Linked DNA regions of Arachis hypogaea: region 1 is linked to region 2. A link is a contact called in public Hi-C data. All regions are on one chromosome and are shown on one strand. Each heading gives the region's core, a stretch centred on a gene start, on an enhancer-like site or on the middle of the called end of the contact. The rest is flanking DNA. Distances are from core to core; before and after follow the strand shown.

The links. A called contact is a pair of places that touch in the nucleus more often than the background predicts.
Region 1: a Hi-C map of leaf shows a contact between it and region 2, with 6 times the contacts expected there. The contact joins the promoter of LOC112742613 here to the enhancer-like site in region 2. A contact is called at or near these places in 2 of 8 Hi-C or Micro-C datasets (leaf and an unstated tissue).

What each region holds. Positions count from the first base shown.
Region 1 is chr2:34,369,095-34,374,698 of arahy.Tifrunner.gnm2.J5K5, reverse strand. It overlaps LOC112742613 (E3 ubiquitin-protein ligase SGR9, amyloplastic), which reads left to right and starts at 2,328. Exons shown (of 1, transcript XM_025791855.3): 1 at 2,328-3,945. The coding sequence starts at 2,750. The coding sequence ends at 3,619.
Region 2 is chr2:34,336,053-34,341,315 of arahy.Tifrunner.gnm2.J5K5, reverse strand. All of the region lies in intron 1 of LOC112742597, which reads left to right. Among protein-coding and RNA genes, the nearest start is that of LOC112742607, 7.5 kb to the right of the region's middle. Within about 2 kb of position 3,910, at least 2 of the 3 cell types and tissues checked have open chromatin away from gene starts, as enhancers often do.

The sequences.
Region 1 (5,604 bases), core at 1,079-3,578, 35 kb before region 2:
TAATAAATTAGTATAATAACAAAAGACTAGGAATCTTGGATTTTCTAATGTAAAGAATTATAGAATTATTATTCTCCTTCTTTATTACTTATACATATTCTCTTATTAGAAAATATAATCTCAAGTAGTGTTGGGTGGTTGTTATATCATAAATTGAAACCACTTATGACTGAATGACCAAACTAGAAGTCTAGAACCCACCTATCTAGCTAGTTAGATAAAGTGTTGTTCGTCAAATCGTGTAAATAAAGAAAGAGTAATTAACACTGTACAACTACTATAAAAATCTTTATAATAGGTTGATTTTACTGCCCCTCAAATTAACTGAAGCATTGTCTACAAAAGGAAAACTAAATAGATAAATGAAGCACAACTAAATCCTAATAGTAATTGTCTCAAATTAACTGAAGCACAATCATCAATGATAAATAGATTTTGGATTTAATCGTATTACTGATCACTAAGATAATTTTGGATTTATTAATTTATTGATATTTAAAATAAAAAATATTATACATTAGAATTGATGTATTAATTTTCGTTTGATTATGAAAGATATTAATATGATGATATATATTATAACAAAAATGACAATAAAATTATAATTTTATTAAATAAAATTTCTTTTTTTGGGAGAAATTTAACAATAATTTTAAATAAAGCTATCCCTCTGTTTAAGAAACTCTTTGTTTTTTTTTCTTTTGTTTAGTTTATTTAAATAAAAAATAATAAATAAATTTGCCACAACAGATATGGTTAAATAAGATATTGATTAAAAAACCTTGAAAACATATTAATATTATCATTCTTTTTGAAATTTACACTGCAACAATGCATTTTTAGTTATTGTTTCTCTTTTTATGTATTATTACATTTAATTTAATTTTAAAATATTAATAATGTAAAAAATTTTATATAATCATATATTTAGGAGAAAATTTTATTCCTTTCTTTTGAGATATGTTAAAATGACACTCCTCTTTCTTCTATTTATAAAATGTATATTTTCTTCTCTTATAATTTTTAAAAAACCTTATTTTTAATTCATTTTAAATTTTTTGGGTTAACTAATGTTAATTTTATCCATTTTTTTACAAAAATACCCTTTAGCAAAATTTTATTCTTTTGTTATTAAATTTTGCTTACCAAAATACTCTTTAATAAATTATTTTTTTAAAATATCTTTCAATAATTTTTTAATTATTAAATTGTGATTTACCAAAATTTTCATCAACAATTACTTTATATTTTACTATTAATTTTCTAATATCAATATATATTATTTTAGCATTAAATAAAAAAAATCTTGATAAGATCATTTTCAATATCAATATATATTAATTGATATACATATTAACAGTGGTAAGACTTTTTTTATTTAATGTTAAAATAATATATATTGATATCGAAAAATTAATAGTACAATATAAAAAAAATTGTTAACGAAAATTTTGATAAAATTATAATTTAATAATTAAAAAATTATTGAAGGGTATTTTAGAAAAAAATAATTTATTAAATGATATTTTGGTAAGCAAAATTTAATGACAAAAAAATAAAATTTTTACTAAAGGATATTTTTGTAAAAAATAATTTATTTTTCTTGAAAAATGAATAAAATTAACATTAGTTAACACAAAAAATTTAAAATAGATTAAAGAATAAGTTTTTTAAAAGTTATAAAGAGATGTACATTTTATAAATAGAAAAAAGAAAAATATCATTTTAGTATTTTTTAAAAGAAAAAAATAGAATTTTTTTTATATTTAGATAATTTTCTAAATAATAAATTTTTAAAAATTAATTATTTTAATTTTGATAATGTGACAATAAATAATTAAATGTATATATAAAATTTGTTTACACTATTAATGTATGAAAATTATAATTCTATTATATTTATGTATTTCATGTTTATAGGCACTAGACAAAAATATAATGCATAAAGAAAAAGAAAATATAAGTATCAAGAAATTTTTTACCTCTTTTCCGGAAATTAACTTTCTTTAACCAATAATAATCAATAATAAAAATAAAGAATGTTTAACGGTTGATATAGTTTGAGTTGTTACTATAAAAAGAATTAAAAAAATGTTTAATTACTCTATTGGTCTCTATAGTTTTGCGAAATTTTTAGTTAGATTCTTATACTTTTTTTTTTAATTGAGTTCCTGTACTAAATTTTTTTTTCAATTAAGTCCCTCTTAGTAGTAATTGGTTTAATTATAGACCAACTTAAAAAAAAATTTGTGTAAAAACTCAAATAAAAAGAAAAAAAATCTAGGGATTCAATTAAAAAAAATTGGTATAGAGACCAATTAAAAGAAAAAAAAATATAAAAAACTAATTAAAAATTTCACAAAACTATAAGAACAATAAAATAATTAAATCTTCAAAAAATTAACTAATTGTTAATTAAAAGTACATTGATTCTGGTTTTCCCCCCTTTTTGCTAACGTTATTTTCATTCTTAGTTCTTCGGATAAAAAAATTATTATATAAGCACAAATTAGGTGTGAATATAAATTGGACTTGTTGCATTTTAACGACGGTAATCACAAGCCCACACGTACATATAAAGCCACAAACCCCCTACTTCGCTTATCAATTCTCATCATCACCACCACCATCACCACCGTCTTAAACCAAACAAAACAAAAGCAAGAAAAAGAAAAAGAAAAAGAAACAGAAACTAAAGCCAACAAAGTCCAAGAAATAAAAAAGAACACATCATGATCCCATAATAACAATGGAAGAAGCAACAACATCTTCAACATCATCAACAATCATGGCAGCACTCTCCACTCTCTCTCCCACCACCGTCTCCAATCTCACCCACTCCATCATCTCCGCCACCAACCACCGCACCCACCGCCTCGCCCTCCTCCTCTCCTCCCCAACCCTCTTCTCTCTAACCCTCCACCATCTCCATACCCTCTCTCTCCACCAAAAAACCCTCCTCATCGCGCGCCACCTCCTCTCTTCTCTCCACACACTCACTCGCCACGCCGCAATGCCGCCACCATTGTCAACTTCAATGCGGCAACGCGATCTCGACGCGGTTCTCCTCCTTCTCTTGTTCTGCGAGACGCACAACCACAACCCCGAGCTTTTAGAAGATTCCTTTTCGGAATGGAGGGTGAATTTGAGAAGGGCTTTCCGGGAGAAAATATTGGCGGCCGTTTCTTTTTGTGGCGGTTTTGGATTACCAAGTATTGGGGAGTGTAACGGAACGATCTTGATCCCTTATGTGGAAACGGTGGTTCGGTGCATGGGGCTGGTGGGGTCCATGGGATGTTGTGTAGGGAGAGGGAATAATAAGGAGGAGGTGGAGGTGGCAGCAGCGGCGGCGGCGGTAGTGGCTTTGCCGGCGGTGGAGGTGGCGGTTGGAGGAAAAGAGTGTGTGATTTGCAAAGAAGAGATGCGCGTGGGGAGGGACGTTTGCGAATTGCCATGTCAGCATTTGTTTCATTGGATGTGCATTTTGCCGTGGCTTGGAAAGAGGAACACTTGTCCCTGCTGCAGGCTCAGGTTGCCGTCCGATGATGTTTTCGGAGAGATCCAACGGCTGTGGGGTGTTTTGGTTAAGATGGGTGGAAAAGAATGTGGAGGCGGTTAATTCTGTTGACCTTATTTCTTGTACTTTAGGACTATGATTCTTCGATTTTACGAATTTCATTTATAAGTATTTCTCTAATATCAGAGTTAATAGCTAGTTGGGATTTTAGCTATTTCCTTCAGAGTTTGATCCCTGTTGGCTTGAATTTTACGCTCAGGAATTTATGTTTCTAGAGAAGCTTTGCATCGATCTAAGAAAATAGTCACTTTCTTTTATTAGTTGTGGATATTTTGAAAAAATATTGTAAATATCAATTAGTAAGTATGCCAAATTTTTCTTCGGGCCTAGTAGCTAGTTTGTAAAACAAAGAATTAATTTTTTCGTTAGTCCTGGTTATTTGTAACACTTTTTTATTTGTTTCTATGTTTTCACTTAGCAAAGGGATTCAAGAACAATAAGGCAGGGTATTAGAGAGGTGGGGTCCACGTACAAGTGGCTTTATGATTTGTGTGATGATAGTAGAATGGAGCAAAACAAGCTTACTAACTAGATTGGTTCTTGACTTGAATGGCTAGCAATAATTTGTTTGATTTTGATGCTGCTGGCATTAGACAAGGACTCATGTGGTCTATAGAGGTATCAAATGAATTGGAAGGATAAAGGGTGGAAATGGTAGGGTTCTTAATCTTGTGGATGTATGTACAGTGTTATAAAGATTTTTTTTTATCATCTTTAGTGCAAAATTTTTAGTCCACAATTAATTAATTATAACTAAATACTTGTTTATTTATTTTTATTCTATTATATTTTTTAAACTAATGTGAAATAGTTCATTATTATGAAAAAAAAAAAAACCCTTAAAACTTTCTATTATAAGACAGAACAGTAATGCTTTAACAATGTGTTACTCATAGATGGTAGTTGATTTTGCAGTAATTGCTAATTTGATGTCATCCTTATGATTAATGTATGTGATAGAATATGCCTTAGTAGAGGTGATGTCAAATTCTTTAATCTCTTTGACGATTGAAATTTCAATTACAATTACATTTCTATGGCATATATATATATTCTACCTTGTAGAACATAGGCCAGGACACACTCTACATGTGTGGAATTGTGCTGGCACAATCGTAGTGTGACAAATATCTCTGCCAAGAGATAAATTCTGCTGATATTGTACTGTGAGACAGATGGTGCAGCTGATTTTCAGCTTCCGTCACATGAGAGATTTCTGATTAAGGTAGGATAATGAACTTAATGACAATGAGTATGATTAACCTTAACGAAGGGCCATTGTTGGGTATATGGGCTTAGTTGTTCATGGGCCTTGTTGGTTTTTCGCAGGGAGCCCTTGTATGTGTATTTATTTTTTTATTGACATTTGGTGTAACGATAGGAGTGAAATTGTTTATAGAAAATGTAACTGGGTTTAGTATTTATAACTTATATTCGATGCATTAGAGTTATTGTGTATGGGCTTATTGAGTTCTTTGTCTAATCAGAGCTCTGTCCGGAATAAAAAACTGTATGTAACAACCATGAGGTGCACGGAAGGTTTAGTGTAGTGCCAATTATGTTTGCCTTGCTAGAAGGTGCACCGAATTTAAATAGTTTTGTTTAAGAACCCATATTATTTATAATAGTGTATGTGAGTGTGTTGTATGGGTGTGTAAAATATAGGTGTACTGTTTAGGATTGGGAGCTGTCCAATTTGCTTGATAAAAAAAAAAAGTGGAATATATCATTAGCTCCACCCTTATTCATTGGGTTTCTAGAATTATTATTCTTTTCTATGTATATATTTAGGTATAAGTTTTAGAATTATCGTAACCTTTGATTAACCTTTTCTTTATGGCATGAGGTAAGGTTTAGAGTAATTAAGATGTTACAAGTTGTTGAAATTTCCCACGTCGCATACGCACGCGGCAGAAACAATCGCCCGCGTACTAGGTCATGGGTCGCGTACGTGTACATGAGTTTTGACCCATCCTTCGTACACATGCAAAAGGTGTGTATGCATGGAGGCCAGGCAGAATCACACA
Region 2 (5,263 bases), core at 2,661-5,160:
GAGAGGGGGATTGAATTGTGTTTTAAATCATTTTCACAATTTGAAACAAAAACATAGGATATTTTTTAAGTCTTTGGACTTTTATATAGTGAAAATGTATTAGCATATTCAATCAAAATGCTTTTTCTTTTCAACGGATGTTGACGCAATATAATTTCTGCATAGTATTCTGAATATCAAAGTGAAGAAATTTGTCTTTTGTAGATTTTACAATCCACAAAATACTAGTAAGTGCATTGGGTTGTATCTCACGATAATTAACGGATTAAGCAAACAAAATCAACCGTTTAATCTAGTCAGACGATCAATTTAGGGTTTTGAACATTTCGAAACATAAACGGCAATGAAATAAAGCAAGGCAATGAGTAACGTAAAGATAATATAATTAAGAAAGTTAAGGTTTCGGAGATATTAAGACTTTCAGATTAATATTTTTCACTTTCCACCTTAATCATGCAAAGATACTTTTATGGCAAATCATTAGTAATCAATCGCTAATCCCTTAGCCAATTATTTAAGAAAAGAGTTGAAGAATATCCACTGATTTATAAAACTACACAATTCATAAGAATCTTTTCTAGTTGATTTTATGTAATTTATCAATCCAGTTTTAAAACTTAAAAATTATGAGAATCGTTTTTCAAGCTTAATTCAATTAATCAACTTTTTCACAAAGTTAAAAGAATTCAAATCATAGAAGAATTGTTTCCAACACATTCAAACTTTTTAAGATGAAGAACGAAAATATTTTTTTGAAAAGATATCAATGCATAAATCAAAGATAGAAAAGCTTAAAATATTAATCTATGAAATCAACAGAGCTCCTAACCTTAACCGAGGAGAATTAGAAACTCATATTCTTCAGAAAATCCTTAAGAAAATTAAAACAATCGAAGAAGAAGAAGAAGTCCTAAACAAAGTGTCTGACTTCTCCTTAAATGCTCACCCTAATTTAAATTCAAATTCAAATTAAAACAAAATCAAAATCAAAACAGAATCAAATCTATTTAATTAATGATTGCCTCTAGCATAACTTTCAATCTTTATCTCCTTTTAATCCTCAATTGATATGTGATTGGTGGACTTTGAGTTGAGCCTTGAATTGATGAAGAATTGGACAATTGGGTTGCTTGAATTGAGACCCCGGGAGTATTAATTAACCCACATGGTACATAGAGTCTTCAACATTGTATGTGAAGCTTTGTATTCCCATATCGTACGTGAGGTATTTCACGTTGTACGTGGGCTTTGACTTCTCAAATTGACGCTTCTGTTGGGTTCTGGCGTTGCACGTAGAGAATTCTACATACAACGTGAAAAATGTATTTGTGCGCATGTGCACACTGTCCAAAATCTGCTTCTTGTGTATACGCACACACTTGTGCGTACACACACAGGCCAAGTCATACGTGAAGTTGTCCACATACTATGTGAAATGGTGAATGATATATGCTTGTGGGTACGCGCAGATGCTTTTTCTTCCCTCACGTAGTGGAGTTTATGTTGTACGCCCTTCACCTTTTCCTTCCAGTGATTTTTCTGTCCTTCACAGAAAGCTTTCTGCTTGTCACTATTTGTCACAAAGAGCTTTCTGTTTGTTGTTCTCCATCCTCCTTTTTGTTCTATTTCTTTTTGTTTTCTTTCTAAAACTTCCTGTAATAAATGAATTTTAACTAATTAAAGTAATGTTCATTCTAACCTTAAATTCATTGCTTATAAACCTAATGTATTAAATCTAACATAACTTAATCAACCTAAATACGCTAATATTAAAAAACTAAACTAAACTAACTTTGAAACTGATTTAAAATTAAAATTCTAATTCTAATTCCACTCAAACCTAAAATAAATCAAACTAAAATTAAAAAAATTATCTAACAATCTCAGCAAGAATGCCTTAGCAAAATAACAGAATTTACAATTCCAAACACTTTCATAACTCAAAACCTAATGTATTCAATCTAACCTAACTTAATCAACCTAAATCCACTAAGATTCGAAAACTAAATTGAACTAACTTAGAAACTGATTCAAAAGTAAAATGCTAATTCTACTCAAACCTAAACTAAATTAAACTAAAATTAAAAAAATTATCTAACAATCTCAGCAACAATTTCTTCACAAAACAGTCATCAACATAACAATTAACATAATTAGGCAATTTCAAACACTTCAAGCATTAAAAATCTAATGCATTGAATCAAACTTAACATAATAAATCTAAATACACTAATATTGAAAAATTAAACTGAACTAACTGTGAAACTGATTTAAAATTAAAATTCTAATTCTACTCAAACTTAAACTAAATTAAACTAAAATTAAAAAAATTATCTAACAATTTCAGCAATAATTTCTCAGCAAAACAATCATCAACGCAGTAATTAACACAATTAGATCATTTCAAATACTTCAAACATTCAAAATCTAATGTATTGAATCAAACATAACTTAATCAACCTAAATACACTAATATTAGAAAACTAAACTGAACTAACTTTGAAATTGATTTAAAATTAAAATTCTAATTCTACTCAAACCTAAACTAAATTAAAAAAATTATCTAACAATTTCAGCAATAATTTCTCAGCAAAACAGTCATCAACGCAGTAATTAACACAATTAGATAATTCCAAATACTTCAAGCATTTAAAATCTAATGTATTGAATCAAACATAACTTAATCAACCTAAATACACTAATATTAGAAAACTAAACTGAACTAACTCTGAAACTGATTTAAATTTAAAATTCTAACTATACTCAAACTTAAACTAAATTAAACTAAATTAAAAAAAATTATCTAATAATCTCAGTAATAATTTCTCAGCAAAACAGTCATCAACACAACAATCAACACTATTAGATAATTCCAAATACTTCAACTATTCCAAACCTAATGTATTGAATCTAACCTAACTTAATCGACCTAAATCCACTAAAAGTAAAAAACTAAACTGAACTAACTTCAAAACTGATTCATAATTAATATTGAAATTCTACTCAAACCTAAACTACATTAAACTACAATTAAAAAAATTGAAAAAGAATTGTTCAAGAACCTGTAATGAAAAACAGAACAAGAAATAAGAGAACACGTGGATGTTGCAGTGGTAGTCACCAAAATTTCTGTGACAGTGGATGGTGGTTACGGCGAAGGGGATAGAGAGAGGGGAAGAAGGAGAAGAAAGAGGGGTATCCGTAAAGGGATGACGGCAACCCGGAGAGGGGTGGCGACGGCGGTGCTCCCGGCGGCCACAGGAGGCGACAAAGCACTGAGATAATGGTGGTGATGAGAGAGAGAGGGTGGAGATGAAGAGAGTATATGTGAAATTTGAAATGGGGGAGACGATGTTTGCACTTTCATTTAAGATATTATTACCGTCGGATGAATTCAACTGTATCGTGTTCCGTGTTCCCAAATGTAGTGTTTCATTAAATATTGTTATCGTCAGATTGTCTCGTCAAATTTATCGACTGTAATATTTTAGGATGATGAATTTTATGCCAAATCCGACAATCAATTTGACAAAAAATTCGCTGTTAATATCCGACGCTAAATTTAATGATAAATGACGGTATTTACTATTTTTCTTGTAGTGTGGACCGAAAAAATAAAAAATAAATAATATGATAATAACAATAATAATATCTTTAACCAAACTCCACTTAAAAAAGGGACAACACATAAAATAATTAGATGCAATAAAATAAAGCATTAATGATATATAAATAATTATAATAATATATATAATAGTCACAAAAATAATTTAAAAAATATATCTACCTTAGACTTTAATATTAATTTTTTCTCTCTCTAAATAAATCACAAAAAGAGATGGGTGACACTGTGCATTATCGACTCAATGGATTGGCTATCATTTACACAATCATAATCCTAGTAGTAGGGAAGCGGAGCCTTTATAGTTTGCTCTCCACATCGGCTCAAATCACGGGTCATGGGACTCGAACTGATCCTTTCGAACTAGTTGGTCCATTCAAAGATGGTAAAGGCCCCTTTGATTTGTTGGAGTGGATTTTTTTTCGTGAAAAAAAAAAGTTGAATGGTGTTTAATATTAAATTTAATTTTTTATTATTTTTGTTCTTATATCTAATCTTTTATTATTTTTTTATATTTAATTTTGGTCTTAATTATAAAATTAAAAGTGAGAGATTATACTTTATTCTTTCAAATGTTAAAAAAATTGGAGAGAATTTATTTCTAATTCACTCCACCTTTATATGGAGTGAGCTGAAACTAAACTCACTAGGTCTATATAAATAGAACACATTCCATATTATTTATAACTCATTTTTATTTATGAGAAACTAATTTAATTGAACTTAATTAATAAAATATTTAAATACGTAACATTATTTTATTAAAAATTTTTTTTTGTTATTATAAAAGGCACACCTAAATGAGTAAGATCTAAAAAAATATATGATCTCAAATTAAATAAAATATAAAATATTTTTATTATTTTACTAAAGGCATATGCCTATTGCACCCAGATATAATAATCACCATTTTTATGTTTTTATTTACTTCTTTTTCTTTTTCGCCATTACACACTAACATAGGGAAAAAAATGGTATGAGGCCATGAATTTCAAGAATATTAGTATTTATGTAATTTTTTCAAAATATCAAAGATCGTTTTACAAAAAAGAATTCGGAAGGAGTATTTTGTAATTTTTTTTTAAATTTAGAAATACAAAAATTGTAGAATGCAATTTTGATTTTTAATTTTCAAATTTTAAAATACAGAAATCGCATGATGCAATTTCATTTTTTTTTACTTTTTAAATTTTTGAAAAAAACAGGATTGCAGGGTGCAATCTGTTATTGAATTGCACGATTGGGAAATCGTACCAATCGATTTTCCTTTCTCCTGATCAGGATAGAAATTGCATGGAGCAATTTTTTCTTTCCCTGGTATATGTATATATATATATATTATCCCATCTCTTGCCATATTATTAGTTTATAACATATCACCAACCTTGCAGTCATACAAAAAAATTTTTGCGACATAGTCACCATTTTTGTGTTATTATTTTTGTTTATGTTTTGTTTTTGCTTTTTTGTTTTTTTGCCATTATTACACATTTATATAGTTTTTTTTTTTGTCAAACACACTTATATAGTCATATATATGAGGGAGGGGTCTTCTTTTTTTGGACTCTGGCCCATGCCCAACAACCCAATTCAACCCAACCACTTACAACCCCTGATCCATTTCCTAATCTTTACACGCCT